Regions from separate parts of the Danio rerio genome. Here region 1 is linked to region 2. A link is a contact called in public HiCAR-type data. All regions are on one chromosome and are shown on one strand. Each heading gives the region's core, a stretch centred on a gene start, on an enhancer-like site or on the middle of the called end of the contact. The rest is flanking DNA. Distances are from core to core; before and after follow the strand shown.

Region 1 (4,356 bases), core at 191-2,690, 160 kb after region 2:
ACTCCACACAGAAATGCCAACTGAGCCAGCTGAGGCTTGAACCAGTGACCTTCTTGCTGTTAGGCGACAGCACTACCTACTGTGCCACTGCGTCGCCATAATACACTTTTAACTTGTATTTAAGGTTTACAATGCAAATTCATATAGAGCCACTTATTTGGTAAACAAAGCAAGTCTCTCCTATAACATATTTACTAAATGACAGAACATATCACTCTACAAACTGTATTGTAAATAAATCATATGAACATTTTAATATTTCTATTATATCACAACAATATTAGTGAAAGTAATTAAAAACTGAATAAATATAAATTTACACAAGTAAATAAATAGACTCAATGATGGGCTAAAAATCTGCATATTTCTGCACGTGCAGATTCCGTGTGAGCCTACTCATAACTAATAAATTAAGTAAATGGGTCATTATCACTATATAGTGCCTTTGAGACATAAAAAATCTCAAACTTTTTATTTTTATTTTTATTTAACCACATAGGTAAATGTATTTTTAATTTCTGTTTCTTTTATTATTATTATTATTATTATTATTATTAATAAATACTTTAACCATGACCGGGTGGACATGTTTAGCTTCAAAACATTAAGTTTCAAACACAATGTGAGAAAAAATAGGAAGCTAAGTGTGGATAGTTACTGTGTGCACATCAGATGTTTTAACCTCTGAAGAAAGGCAAAATGAGCATGGGGATGCCAACGAGTACATCAGAGGGTGTCTTAAAGGGGCTTTACTACATCATGACAAGGTGGACAGCAATTTCAAGCACACGTGCAAAATGATTACTAATGTTATCAAAATGACTTATTTTATCAAATTACTTGTTAAAGATAATAAGATAATAATCTTTTTAATTGTATCTAATCTACCTACTTAGTCTCACTGAAGTTGGCTGAGCAGTGTGTGGGACATTGTCAATTTTTTGCACTATTCTTTCTCTGACTGGATGTGTTTTTGCAAAAACACATTTCATAACACTTATAATTCTACCTGCAAGTGTGTAAATGTTTAAACAATTATATTAAAACATCAGAATTTCATTATTTTGAATTATTTTGATAAAGAACTGATTCAATCTTGTGGTACATCAAGGCACTTTATTTTAATAATGACCCAAATACAGACAAAATTTTCAGTGTTTTCAAGTTTTTAATATGTCAATATTTTTTCCTCATAACTGTATGTCTTTAATACCATAACACATTTTGCTGTCCAGCAGTGCTATTTGAAAAGCCTTTCAGAGTTCTGTACTGTAGCTATGCAACACAAAACACTTGACTGACAGATTGCAAGCTTTCTATACTGAAATACCTCACTGCAGCCATTCATATTAAAGTCCCTTACATACCAAACCACCATGGTTTGTTTAGTGCTCTTGAGTGCCCTTTTCTAGCCGAATGAGTTCACATTTACTCGGGGAGCCATGAAACACTTACTCTGTTCTCACAAATTGGCCTCACGGCTCGACACACCACCGCGAGCTCGTGATTAAAAGCTCTTGTATTGCCATAATGACATTGCTTTCTCTAGGATGATGTTTTTACAGGAATAAATCACTTCCATACAGTGCAATGGGTAGAGCTAACTGCACGTGAGCAAAATGCCGTTTTCGGAAAGACACAGAAGTGAGTAATTCTGTTGTCTCAGCGTTTTGTTGTTCAGTTTCTCATTTGTTTTCCTCAAAACAAGGCTGTACAGCTGTGAAAAGGTGACAGCTGTGCCTATGAGCTCATCGTCCCGGTAAATTGGTAACATATGATGACCTCTTGACTTTGGTATGGGTGAATCGGGTGTTGGCGATAGTGGGAAAGAAGTGAGTTTTTTGTCTTTTGTTGCCAGCCTGGTTTTTTAGGATTATGAGTGAAATTACAACGCCATCTAGTGGAAATTTGATGCTTGCACTATTTACACAAGGTTATTTTATAGTCCTTTTGATTCACAGGCCTTTTTCGGCACAGTATTTACCCTCTGACTGCCCCTATACCAAACGGTTGACCATGTTTTTACTGTTTTAAATAGTGAGTTTTAAGTCATTTAAAGAATAACTGTTGTAAATAATGGTTTACACACACAGCATTTTTGGTTTACAAAAAACAACATAACAACAACATAATCCTGTTGCACTACTACACTTGATTTTGGTTTTATTGTAAAAAAAAAAAAAAAAAAAAAAAAAAAAAGCATGTTAAATGAGAATCTGTAATATTTTATGGAATACTTAAAAAAATAAAGATTGATATTTAAAAAAAAAAAATCAGTCTTAGACTTCATATTTTCAAATTTTTCATAGTATACATATTAAGCCCGGTACTCTTACCCTAAACTGGGGTTGATATTTTAGAAATTATGGTATGGTGAAAAAAAAGTGCATCGAGTGTGTTGACTAGCAACATTAAGATTAAGATATGCAATACAAACATTTTTTTTTTTTTTTTTTTTTTTTTTGGTGGGGTAGGTAAAGTGTTAAATAATTATAACCACAAGGTTTTAAGATCTGTACATTTCAAAATATAGCCTAAATATTTGGGATTAAATTATAGAGTTTTGTATTTCATTGTATTATTATTCATTTGGAGTGCGCAGCTTTACCAAATATTCTTCTAAATGATAATATTCCTTTTTTGAAATTACAAAATAAAATAAAAAAACAAGTGAATATTTTACTCAAAACACAAACAGTAGAGCAAAAAAATCACAGTGTGTCTGATAATGTTTTTTTTCTTCTGGAGAAAGTCTTAAATGTTTTGTTTTGGCTAGAAAAAATACATTTTTTTTTTTTTTTGAAGCCATTTTAGGGTAAAAATTATTCGCCTTTAAATGTTACTTTAAGCTGTATAGAAGTGTCTGAAAAAACATCTAGTAAAACATTATTTACTGTCATCATGGAAAATATCAAATAAATCCGTTATTAGAAATGAGTTATTAAACTATTATGTTTAAAAATGTGTTGTAAAAAATCACTATTGGCACTAATGGCACTATTAATTCAAGGAGGCTAATAATTCTGACTTCAACTGTACATATTATTAGCAAACCAAGAGAATCCATAATATCTTTAAAGTGGTCTCTTAATTCTATCCAGATCTGTAGGTTCTTAAATGAAATGTGAAAAATACCCCCAAAAAGTTATTAGGGGAAGAAGAGGAATATGAGTGTGCATTATTAGTTTACACGTTTTCAGCATTGTAATTTAGACATAAATTATTAATACATTATTCATTTAAAAATAGTAAGTAGTTAGGTCCACACACACTCCATCCACACACACTCATTCACACACATACACTACCTGCCCAATTTGTGGGGGGAAACTGGAGCACCCGGAGGTAACCCACACGAACACGGGGAGAACATTCAAACTCCACACAGAAATGCCAACTGACCTAGCCGAGGCTCGAACCAGCGACCTTCTTGCTCTGAGGTGAACGTGCTACCCACTGCGCCACTTAATTCTATTTGTTTTCATTTGTAGGATCACGACATGCCCAGTCCACCTCAGAAACCCCTTCCTGCAGATCCCTTAATCAGAAGCCACGGGATGGGGCGAAATGTAAGGATACCCGCACCTCTGGCCATCCCGATTCCAACAGTACCACGACCCCCTCCCTCCATACCACTGCCCAACAGGTCAGTCCCACTGTGATGTTGTTGACAAAAGCACACATTTATTCATGAAATTTAACTCTTTTTATTTTTTGCTACACTTTAGACCTCTGCCCAGATTACCACAGCCTTTTTATGATCACTGACATATGGACACCAGAGCACTGGGTGAACCTCACCAGCATCTGAACACACTTGTTTTGCACTATGAAACTCTGTTGGACGATGTGACCCCCCTGCAGAGAAGAGGCTGACCGGACACCTTGGTGCTGCGCCTCCTCAAAAAAAAATAAAAAAAAGAAAGGTGTTCGTCTGTCCTCGCTCAGGTACTGCACAACTATTTAAGATGTATATTTATTGTGAGGAGGAAACGATGTGCTGTGCTTGACACATTTTTTTACTGTATGATCATTGTGACTTTTATTGCAATCTTTCTGATGGTTTTTACACTTTAAAAAAAATGATGATTTGAATTTAGGTTACAGATCATGTGTTTCTTCCGTGTTTTTAGAGTGTTTTCTTGTTCTTCTAAGTTTATAGACGGCCATTCACACCAAGGATGATAACTATAAGATGATTATATTAATTATCACATCAACAGACAGTATTGTTTTTATATTTTAGGCATGCATTATTGTCGGGTTATCTTCAGTATTAAGAAGTAATTCCTATTGTGTAATAAGCGATTAGTTGACTACTTAAAAATGTGAGTAAATCTGTTGCCTTAAAATTAA
Region 2 (4,594 bases), core at 245-2,744:
CAACGTCAAGGTGTAACATGAGTAGACGTTGATATTTGGTTGATTTTAGGTGGATTTTAGGTTGGACATTGGACATTGAGGTCGCTCGAAGTTGGGTTCGGATGTCAACCCGATTTTCATTTCCAAACAAAATCCAACCTCCCCACCACGTTGGGTTACATTGGGGTACAACGTCAATATGACGTCATGTTGACGACCTGTCTCTGCAGGGAAGGAGGAGGTTAATTGTTTTTTACTTTTTTGCCCTCATACTGGACAATATGGTGGCTCAGTGGTTAGCACTGTCGCCTCACAGCAAGAAGGTCACTGGTTCGAGTCTCAGCTGGGACAGTTGGCATTTCTGTGTGGTGTTTGCATGTTCTCCCTGTGTTGGCATGGGTTTCCTCTGGGTGCTCCAGCTTCACCCACATGAGGTATAGGTGAACTGAATAAACTAATTTAACCATGTTGAATAAGTGTGTATAGGTGTTTCCCAGTACTGGGTTGCAGCTGGAAAGGCATCTGCTGTGTAAAACATATGCTGGATAAGCTGGCAGTTAATTCCACTGAGGCAACCCCTATTGAATAAAGGGACTAAGCCAAAGGAAAACGAAAGAATGCACTAACACTTGGGTCCAGTTTATTTTTGATCATGGCAAATAATGCTAATAATAATAATCAAATAAATTCAGCCTTGGCAATTATAAATGGGTTTATTGAGTTTCTTTAATCTAAGTTGTTATTTTGTAGTAGTTTTACTTTTTTATTATATATTTCAAAAACATTTAATATTGGCTAATTTGAAACATTTTATTACGCTCAAATGAATTCAAAGTAAAAGGGACATAAACTACAACACTTGTGAAAATGAATGCTTTAAACGCTTTAGAATATTCAAGTTATATGTTAATTTCAACTGACAACAACTTTTATTTAATAAAACCCAAAAGTAGTTGCTAATCAGTTTTTTCAATCACATCGTCACTGTATGGAAAAATAATCCATAACTCATCTGCTTAACATCTCATTTTCTGCATTCAAAAATATTTCTGTACTTGTTTCTACTTGATTTTTGTATACTAAAATGTTCTTGGTATATTGTAAATTAATACCAAGAGGTTAGTTCATTGATCTAATATAATACTTTGACTTACATAAAACCAGTTCTTCATATACTTCATTTAAACAGAATGAATGTGCTTGAATATACCAGACAAACTATTTCTTAGGGACATAAAATGTCACCATTTTATAACAAAAGTTTGTTTTTCATAAAAAACATTTTCAACTATTTCTAATCTACACAAAATGTGCAGGTTATTCTGCAGCAACTGACTGAACTCGGCATAAAAAAGATAGCCAAGGACAAGACAGCCAGGCAGAAAATAAAATGAATACCTCCAAGCAGGAAGCCGGCATGATAGCATGATGTGTGGTTGGAGCACAGATAGCAGGTTATCATTGCTCCCGGGGGACATTCGCCACCCAGGGGGACAGGCGGGGAGAATTCTGGGTAATCAGTAGATTACACAGTCACTTCCCCCTCATTTCTCCAGCACTTGACCTGAGTGTGCTCTGTAGACGAGGCTGCTCGGATGGTTGCAGTTCTGCTAAAAGTTTCCTCTCCTGTTTCTCCACAGAAACTTCTGGATCAGATTCTTCAAAGACATGGTGACTGAGGGAAGTGCCTGTTCACAAGATTCATATCCCCGCGCTCTCCTTGCCTGAGGCGAAGAACTGAAGACGAGCAAGACCTTTGCAGCTCCCTCCTGAGAGCAGAGCTTGGCTTTCTGATGCATTGTTCTAAATATAAAATACCTTGTACTGGACCTGCATGGGGTGAATCCACATGATGTATGGATGCATGTGTGTGTCCATGCTGTGTGATTGAATGAGCATGTTTGATAGTACAGTATAAAGCCACTAATAAGACTCTAGACTGTTTAACTATCAAAGTATGTTGAATTGCTGGTGAAACTAGCAATTAATGGTGGTTTCCTGGACTGTCACACATACATTGTTCAAAGCACATTGGTTAAAACTGTTATCTAGATAGTGGAGTGATAAATTCTACTTATTACACTGTAAAAACATGCTGGGTTCCACACAATCAATATAAAGGCATACTGTCAGCTCATTAGTTATTACTCATTTAAGTTAATTGAACATAAAACAAGTAAGTTGTCCAAAAAAAAAACTCAAGAATTGTGTTGTTTTAGCTTATTTTTAATAAGTAGTTTGAACAAACAGCAAACTTCATTTTTTTGAGTGTAGAATGGTTGAGATTAAAAATACAGTAGATTATGAACATGACATCTAAGAATTGCTTTGTTATTTTTGTTTAATTCAGCGGTTTTCCCTGTACAAATAAGAGGTTTAGTTGTGTAATTAATAATAAAAAGAAAGGAAAATCCATGTTTTACATTTATTTAATTTTACTTTGTGTGTGTTTTGTATTATAAATATCCAGCATTCATAATTAAAACAAACTCTTCTTTAATTGGCCATCAACAAGCATAGACCAAGCTATCAGTATCTGCAAAATTTAGTGTAAAAAAACAACTAAACAAGGCAAAAGATTAAGTTAAATAATAATTTGTACATGAATGAAAGATGGGGTGACGCGGTGGCGCAGTAGTGCTGTCGCCTCACATGAGTGTGAATGAGTGTGTATGGATGTTTCCCGGAGATGGGTTGCAGCAGGAAGGGCATCCGCTGCGTAAAATATAATTTGATGGTTCATTCCGCTGTGGCAACCCTAGATTAATAAAGGGACTAAGCCGAAAAGAAAATGAATAAATTAAATATATAGACCTCACTGTAAAAAATGCTGGGTTCCACACAATCATTTTGTATTAAGACAACTTGAAGGAATTCAGTTAACTTATTCTTATTTATGAATGTAAGTGGATTGAACAATAAACAATTAAGTTGTGCCAAACAAACTCAAGATTTGTGTTGTTTTAGTTCAATACAAATGAGTAACTTGTAAAAACAGTAAATGTCAGTTCTTTGAGTGTATACTGCATGTTAACTTGTGAATTTTGCTGATCTTCATGATCTATTTAACTCCTTATCTTATATAAGGGATGATCTGTACTTTTAATTACAGGTTGAGACCTGTTGTTCTAAACACTATAGTTCCAATATTTGCAAATATGTTATAATGGAATAGCAGACTTAGGAAGTACCTAATCGCAGATTGAATCCTGCTTTCTATGTAAAATTTGGTCAGATAGACACTATAGGGCGATGCGGTGGCGCAGTAGGTAGTGCTGTTGCTTCACAGCAAGGATGTCGCTGGTTCGAGCCTCGGCTGGGTCAGTTGGCGTTTGTGTGAAGTTTGCATGTTCTCCCCGCAATCATGTGGGTTACCTCCGGGTGTTCCCACAAAGACAAAAGACAAGCTGTACAGGTAAATTGGGGCTAAATTGTCTGTTGTGAATGAGTGTGCATGGCTTTTCCAGAGAGGGATTGCAGCTGGAAGGGCATTCGCTGCATAAAACATATGCTGGATAAGTTGGCGGTTCGTTCCGCTGTGTCGACCCCAGAATAATAAAGGGACTAAAGCATAAGAAAATGAATGAATGAATTTACAATATAGTTTTTAGCTTGTCGAATCATTTAAATGTTCAATCATATATATTTTTTTCAGCTTAGTCCCTTTATTAATCTGGGGTCGCCACAGCGGAATCAACCTCCAAATTATCAAGCTTTTGTTTTACGCAGCCGATGTCCTTCCTGCCGCAACCCAGCACTGGGAAACACCCATACACACTCTTTCACGCCCGTACACTGCAGCCAATTTAGCTTGTCTTTGGACTGTGGGGGAAATCGGAGCACTTGGAGGAAACCAATGCGAACACGAGGAGAACATGCAAACTCCACACAAAAATGCCAACTGACCCAGCCGGGAGTCGAACCAGCGACCTTCTTGCTGTGAGGCAATTAGGCTACCCACTGCGCCACCTTGATGCCTGAATGAGCCAGGAATTGAACTCGGGTTGTCTGTCATCTGTAGCACCATGGTGCATCAGTTCACTTAACCACTATTGGCGCTGACTCATTTAAATGTTGAGTGTCACAATTGAATATTACATAATCCCATACATTTTAATCACTTAGCTTGAATGATCCATGTCAAAATTTTACAAATTTTATAAAAGGCAGGCTTCAGTAATAATGAAACAGCAATTTGCTGCAATTTAAGAAAACATGTGCAATTAGAAAAACAACAGCAAATTAAGAAAAGATCATTATCCGTTTGACATATGTGCAGCAAATCCTCACAATGCATACACATAAAAAATGTGCTGCATTTTCTCCCAACACAAACAACTTATGAAAACACCTACATTTTCTCACAACAACTGCAAATAAAATGAAGCATATAATGGAATTGTTTTAAAGGGAGCCTAATACGTGACAGACGCTGGAGGGAAATGTTTATTGTGCAGTGACTAACGCTTAGCGAAGTTTTTTGAAAGCTGATTTTTTGTTGATTTCAACACCCTAATTACTTTGTCCTTTGTATTTTATAAGCCTAAATAACCATAACCAAGTTAGTCACATTTTAGGGTCCCCTTGAAACATTTCCATTGCGTTCCGTTTTATT

What was found. HiCAR-type assays count read pairs that join an accessible place to other places.
Region 1: a contact with region 2 is called in a HiCAR-type map of caudal fin, with 9 times the contacts expected there. The contact joins two enhancer-like sites. A contact is called at or near these places in 4 of 18 Hi-C or Micro-C datasets (caudal fin, embryo and hematopoietic stem cells) and 1 of 4 datasets of contacts at active chromatin or transcription factors (caudal fin).

The regions. Positions count from the first base shown.
Region 1 is chr17:34,033,286-34,037,641 of GRCz12tu, forward strand. It overlaps adam12b (ADAM metallopeptidase domain 12b), which reads left to right. Exons shown (of 22, transcript XM_073928656.1): 21 at 3,492-3,646; 22 at 3,729-4,356. The coding sequence ends at 3,768. The region is part of intron 2 of LOC141378615 (a long non-coding RNA gene); the gene reads right to left. Among named protein-coding and RNA genes, the nearest start is that of dhx32b, 12 kb to the right of the region's middle. Within about 2 kb of position 1,441, at least 6 of the 62 cell types and tissues checked have an H3K27ac peak or open chromatin away from gene starts, as enhancers often do.
Region 2 is chr17:33,868,842-33,873,435 of GRCz12tu, forward strand. No RefSeq gene overlaps it. Among named protein-coding and RNA genes, the nearest start is that of adam12b, 9.3 kb to the right of the region's middle. Within about 2 kb of position 1,495, at least 7 of the 62 cell types and tissues checked have an H3K27ac peak or open chromatin away from gene starts, as enhancers often do.